2 separate regions of the Mus musculus genome follow, and region 1 is linked to region 2. The links are chromatin contacts, called in public promoter capture Hi-C maps. All regions are on one chromosome and are shown on one strand. The core of a region is the stretch at or near the end of the contact, and the rest is flanking DNA. Distances in the headings are between cores, read along the strand shown.

Region 1 (3,386 bases), core at 830-3,329, 38 kb after region 2:
CCATGAACACATAGAGATGGGGGAGGGGAATGGGGAGAGGAGGGACAGGGAAGAAAGAGTAAGAGTGTGAGGAGGGGGCAAGCAGCCCCTCCCCATTTATAGTGAGTCTGGCACACCTGGCTGTTGCCAGGTAACTGTGGGGTGGAGCCTAGAAGGAACACTAACATTCTTCTGTTGTAGTTTAATTAGAAAAGGAAAAAGTAGAAAGAGGTGATGAACCAGGAAGCCATGCTCTTTGCTGCTTCTTGCTGACTTTGGGAAACCTAAGAAGATAGGGATGGGCATGTTGGTTTTGTCTTAGGAGAGTTGGCTGTGTCCTTGCTGCCCAGGGTCTGTGGAGCCATCAGAGGATAGATAGGAAGGAGCAGGTCCAGTAGAAGCATCTGTGTCTGTGAGAGTAGCTTGGAGCATCTGTGGGTTCCTTGTGAATATGATAGTTGATCATATATTTTAGCATGAGAAATACCTTAAGTCTATAGTTAAAAGGCAACCAATTGAAACTTTAAAAATTTCAACTTATGATTTTAAAAGTTGGATTGTGTTGTGGGATGTTTTATTAGAGTTAGGCTAATTTTTAAGAACTCTATTGGTTAATGTTAGGACAACTCTCGGAATAGCAAGGAGAGGAAATCTGAAGCGTTAAGTCACTGGAAACAGTTTAAGTAAGGGAGTAACAGAAGGCTACATCTGTACAAGTTTACATCTGAACTTGAATGCATTCCTTTGTTGTGAAGTCTGTGAGCAAGACAAACCTGTCTGTCTTTGATAAGAAATCTGGCAGTATTAGCCAGTTAACAGATTGACTGATGAACTAATAAGGTGGTGGATTACCTTGGGGTAAGGAGCTAGGTCTCTCTTCTAGCTGTCAAGCTTTGTTTAGTTTATCTGTCAATGTAGTCAGAAATCTAATCTAGACGTCATGTATTAATTAAATGTCAAGGTTGGTCTGAAGTCTACTACCTAAACAGTTCCCAGACCCCTGTGGTCCCCATCACAACTTGGGCAGAGTCAGTCTGACCCTCAGCCCAGAAAATGAGTTTTTTTTTTCCTGTGGAGTAGGGACTTTAGAGAAATGAGAAATGACCCACCTTAACTTAGCCAATATGGAACATTTAGCTCTCCGGGTGTCCTCTATTTGTCCACAGTGTAGGCCAAGCTCTGGCAGCACCAAGACAATGGAGCAGTGTTTCCCAGTGACTATCATACCACAATCCAGGTAGAATCTTGTCGCTGTGCCCATATTTTCTTGGAGACCTTTGTGTGTGTGTGTGGTGGTGGTGGGGGGGCACTGTTAGGCTTTGGGAGTCTATATCTGTCATAAGCATAATCATTTAACATTACATTTAGCAGATTCTTGACAAGATTGAGAGCTAGTCTATTATGCATATGTGAGTTAGACAAACTGTGTTTAATTATTTGTTTTAGACCTACCTAGCAAATAAAGAAAGCCCATTGTAACTTAATGGCAGTAGCAAAACCAAGACTAAATGTATATTTAAGGCAGCAACCTTTAACTTTTACTGTTTAGAAACCATTATTTACCAAGGCAGGATAGAACAAAAACCTTTCTTTTTTTGTTTTTTGTTTGTTTTTTTTTTTGTTGTTGTTTGTTTTTTCGAGACAGGGTTTCTCTGTATAGCCTTGGCTGTCCTGGAACTCACTTTGTAGACCAAACCTTTCTTAATTGTTAAGTGGCTTTGACAGGCTGTACTCCTAAAGGCATCTACCTAGGGACTAACCATAACAAAGACGGTGGGCGGGTGGTCCTTAGTTAAGATGGCACAAAAGCAGGAGCCAGCCACGTGACCACCCTTAGCTAAGATGGTGCTGAACCTGCAGCTCTGCCTATAGGAAAGTCACGTGTTATACCTTAGACTGGAACAACAGAAGCATAGCAAAGACAAACATCCAGATGAGGGGTGCGCAGCTCAGCTTGGCAGAGTATCAGCAAGGTGGTGGTGGTGGGGACAAAGAGCAACGCCCGAAGCAGTATTCTCTGTCTCCTAGCAACTCTGCTCAGTTGGGGAGAGCATCCGCAGTGCTGGAGTGCTGGAGTGCTGGGTGGTGCAGTTGAATGGCTTGGCAGAGCAGAGAACCAAGCAGGGAGCAAGAGAGTGAGGGAGAATGTGGAGAGCTGAGGATAGGCAGGCAGCAGCCACTTGGAGCACAGAGGGCAGGCCGGAACACCCAGTGGAGAATTAGGGCTTGGAACTGGGAGTGAGAGCAAGTGGCTAGAGAATGAAGGGGTAGGGCTGTATTGGTTATAAAAGCGCATATAAGCAGCTATTTAGAGTTATTGTTTGGTGAGTATAGGGACCAAGTTTAGCCTGTGAATTAGAGAGGGAGGCACGAGGCAGTAGTAGGGAAGAGGCAGCGAAGACCTTTTCATTTGCATGAGAGTAGGAGGTAGCAATTTGTCTGTTCCTAGGCCTGGAGGACAAATGTGGTAGCAAAAGCAAAGGCAGCAGGCAGCAAGACCAGATCACCAGGTTGTCAGCTGTGAACTGGGGTTAAGCCCTGGGCCAGTGCCCTGAGCAAAGGCAGGAGAATGGTTTACCTAGGCCCTAGCCTAGGACTTTTTCAGCAGTGTGAGAGAACCGCTTCCCAGAGAACGAGAGGGAAGGGGTCACCCAGGGGTAGAGGTCCTAGAATGACGGTTCAGTGAGAAGACTTGTCCTAAAGACTAAATGTCTGTTTTCGAGGGCACCACAGGGTGGCTTGGAGCTCAATAACCCTCCTTAAGGACCAGGGGACGTTGGCACGGACAAGTTAAGTGGCGGGAGCTTACCAATTGATTTGATGGCCGCAAAATCCATGTGGGTGCAGGCGATCTGAGTCTCTACAGCAACGTTGTATTCTTATAAAAAAGAAAGAAAGAACCAGGATGTGTTTGGTAGAGCAAGGTATGGTGAGGTGGAAGGGGATGCCTCTGCCAGCCCAAGTGGAGGCATCCCTTCCCCCCTGAGGCACCAGCCATACAACAGGCATAGGGAGGGGCAGTTGAGAGGGGTAAGAGCGTGAGGAGGGGGTAAGCAATCCCCTTGATAGTGAGTCAGGCATACCTGGCTGTTGCCAGGTAACTGTGAGGCAGAGCCTAGAAGGAATGCTAACAGGCACTGTTTTCGGTATGTAAGTTTTGACTTATTTTCATTTGCATTCATTACAAGTTGTTCTATTATTTTTTGCAATTCTTTTACTCATGGAGACTCATAATTATTTTAATTTTTAAGTATCTAAAATTCTTTTCCATTTTTCATTTATAATGTCTAATTTTAGCTTTTTATTATCAGAGAACACACATTTTTATGTTCTGTATTTGAAAGGATTATTTTAAGCCAGAATATAGATTATCTTTATGTAAATTTCATGTGAAGTTTCTGAAAAGA
Region 2 (3,045 bases), core at 302-2,801:
CAAAGAGAAAGATGGAAAACAAGAACCTTTTCAGCTTTCTTATTTCCCGGCTTGAATAATTTAATTGGATTTTATAATATCAGAAGGAATCAATGCTTGCTTTTAGCTTTTCTATTTTGGGTGATGGTAAGTCACTTTGAATATTTGAGGTAGTAAGTTGTCACGTAGAGAGATATAACCATTAAAAATCACCACACATAATGGCTTTTTGTAAAGAAATTCCCAGTAGTTTTTAATTTAGGAAAAGTCTTCAAAATGACACCAAATGAATCAGCAGCTAGAAGCTTACACCTGGTCCAGGCAAGCAATTCAAAGTGGGCAATCACACACAGCTCTATTGCACTTACACACACAAATAAGCAAGCAGTCAACTCTAAACCCTAATGGGATTTTAAATCATCACATAACCATCTGTTAGGTCGAGATCTATCTTCAGATTAGAAAGGCTGCTTGAAGGCAGAGTGGTGGAAGTAGATGACTTTCCCCTTTGAACTAGTGGGGACGTGTGAGCTTAAATCTATCTTCAGCTTTAGCTAGTTAAGTTCCTTCAAGCCCAAGAGAGCAGAGACAGGAAGAGGAAGGGAGGGAGAGAGAGAGACCGACAGAGAGAGAGAGAGAGAGAGAGAGAGAGAGAGAGAGAGAGAGAGAGAGAGAGAGAGAGAGAGAGAGGAGAGAGAGAGAGAGAGATTGATTATAGGGCAAAGATGGCAACTTCTGCCTGAGGACTGGGGAGCCCACTTGGTTTAAAAGGTAGTTCTCTGTCTTCAGGCTGCAGTTTTAATCATATGCTCTGGGGAGAGACTTAGGCACCAAACCTTTAAAAGGAAAGAACCCTTCAGGTAAATTTAATGTGGCCCCACTCTTGAATGTGTTTTAGGGCAGTGAATCTCATTTTAATGCCCATCAGAACTATCTGGAGACCATTTGAAGTCGCCGTATGCTGTGCCCCCAGTTGTCAGTCCCTGATTTGGTAGAGATGTTTACGTTTATGAACCCTTACTTGTTTGTATTAATCTCTTTTACACGCATTGATGCATGGATTGTCTGTGTGCCCACTCGCACAGCTGTTCCTACGGAGAACAGAGGACAGCTTCTAGAGCCCCCACTCTCTTCTAGCACACGGGTCAGACTTGGCAGCGAGCGTCTTTGTGGCTTTCATCTGTATTTTTAACACTTTTCCAGGTGAAGTTGCTTTTGCTTTTGCTCACACTTCAACCACTAGTTACAGAAGAATTTGGCTCTTGTCACACTTTTTATACGGCAGCATAGAGCGCAGTTGTGAGTGATATTTAGTGAGGCATGGTAAAAACAGGAATAACATCTTCTGCCCTCTTTCTTCTTCCCTTCATCCTTCAAAGATGAGGTTGCCCCATCGACCTGACACTGCACAACCTCCCTTAGCTAAAGTTGGTTGTACGCCTTACCACACCCGTGCCACGCCCAAACTTTATTTCTCCAACCCCTAACCTTTCTTGCCCGGTCCTACTCAGCTCCGCCCCCAGCGGCCTCGCGGTTGCGCAGCAACGAGGACCCACGGTTCAAAAGCGAGCCTGGCGGCTCTCTGCCACGCAGGCGCAAACGGTTAGGCACAGAGCGGCTGGCATGGCCTTCATCAACCTGGTGGTAAGGAGGCGGGCAGGCTTTGCCGACACCCTCCAGACTTTGATAGGCACCCCCTTTTCACCATGGGGTACAGGAAATAGAAGACAGCCACGTGGGGCTCTGATTCCATTTGAAAAAGTGTGCGTTCCACTCCAACTGAGGTCACCCAGGTTTCAGGGCACCTAGACATCGTGTAGAGGCAGGGTTCCCTCAATCAGGATGATTTCCTCTGTGTTTAAGAAATTCCTAGGTTCTCTCTCTCTCTCTCTCTCTCTCTCTCTCTCTCTCTCTCTCTCTCCTCCCTCCCTCCCTCCCCCTTTTCCCTGCTCCCTCCTCTTTTTTTTTTTTTTTTTTTTTTTTTTGACAAGGTCATGTAAAGGAACCCTAGGCTGGCTTCAGACTCCGGATCCTCAGTCTTTAAAGAGCAGCCTCCAGCTCTAATCCTAGTTATTGGAACATAGGTGGCTCATGCTGTTCGAGACAGGGTTTCTCTGTGTAGCCCTGGCTGTCCTGGAACTCACTTTGTAGACCAGGCTGGCCTCGAACTCAGAAATTCGCCTGCCTCTGCCTCCCAAGTGCTGGGATTAAAGACGTGCGCGCCACCACCGCGATTACTTCCTAACCCGGAATGAGAGGTGATGTGATTTGGATTGTCGCCTCATGATCTTGCCTTTCCTTGCCCTTTAACATCTTAATGCTTAAATAGGAAATGCTCTAACGCTGCCCTAAGGACAGCTAAACCCCACAGTGAGAATTCACAGGCAAAACGGCACTTGTTAGATCCATCAAATTAAAAATCCCAAGTTGAAGGCAAAAACCACTATCAACAGATGCCCATTTCCAGAAGGACAATGGGCAGCCAAGATAGGTTTGTGTCTGTAAAAGTCTGTGTATACAGCATAAAAGGTTCCGTTTTTAGAGACATGCTCATGTATGTTCATTTTATGTTTTAAGAACTGTAAAGTATGGATGCCTGGATATAAGCTTTCCACGAATACCAGTTTGCCTGATTGTTATTGCCAATGAGATTTTCTTCTTCTTCTTTTTTTTTTTTTTGGAGATACCGGTAAGGTGGAGGTCCAGACTATATATAGTTTTAATAAAGATAACATAGAGAAAGCAATATAAAGTTTAACGGCGGTCCTACAAGAGAGACATGTTCAATACTTACTACGCTTTTGAAAAATTGTATTTTATTGGCTTCTTTTGGACTGCTGCTGTTAGACTCCAAGGGCAGGTCTTAAAAGATGTTTTTATCCCTAGGGGTTTTCCCTGCAGCTCTTAAGTGTGATCTTATAGCTGGGATTAAAACAGAAGCCTCAGTTTAGAAGCCTTTCTCAGGGTAGACGGAGAAGCAGCAGCTCATCTGGGGGCACTTAGTCTTAATGGGTAAGCCTGTGAACAACATTTAAATGTTACTGATTGGCCTATTCATAGACTTAC

Evidence for each region. Promoter capture Hi-C pulls out the DNA fragments that hold promoters and counts their contacts.
Region 1: a contact with region 2 is called in a promoter capture Hi-C map of embryonic stem cells, with 2.0 times the contacts expected there. The contact joins the enhancer-like site here to the promoter of Gtf2a1l in region 2. A contact is called at or near these places in 1 of 39 promoter capture datasets (embryonic stem cells), 9 of 484 Hi-C or Micro-C datasets (cranial neural crest, embryonic stem cells, natural killer cells and 3 more), 1 of 115 datasets of contacts at active chromatin or transcription factors (extraembryonic endoderm stem cells) and 2 of 9 other capture datasets (adipose tissue and pancreatic islet).

What each region holds. Positions count from the first base shown.
Region 1 is chr17:88,704,487-88,707,872 of GRCm38.p6, forward strand. All of the region lies in intron 6 of Gtf2a1l (general transcription factor IIA, 1-like), which reads left to right. Among named protein-coding and RNA genes, the nearest start is that of Gtf2a1l, 38 kb to the left of the region's middle. Within about 2 kb of position 2,080, at least 20 of the 459 cell types and tissues checked have an H3K27ac peak or open chromatin away from gene starts, as enhancers often do. A contact at or near this core is called in embryonic stem cells, where this site is marked.
Region 2 is chr17:88,667,109-88,670,153 of GRCm38.p6, forward strand. It overlaps Gtf2a1l (general transcription factor IIA, 1-like), which reads left to right and starts at 1,552. Exons shown (of 9, transcript NM_023630.2): 1 at 1,552-1,623. The coding sequence starts at 1,603.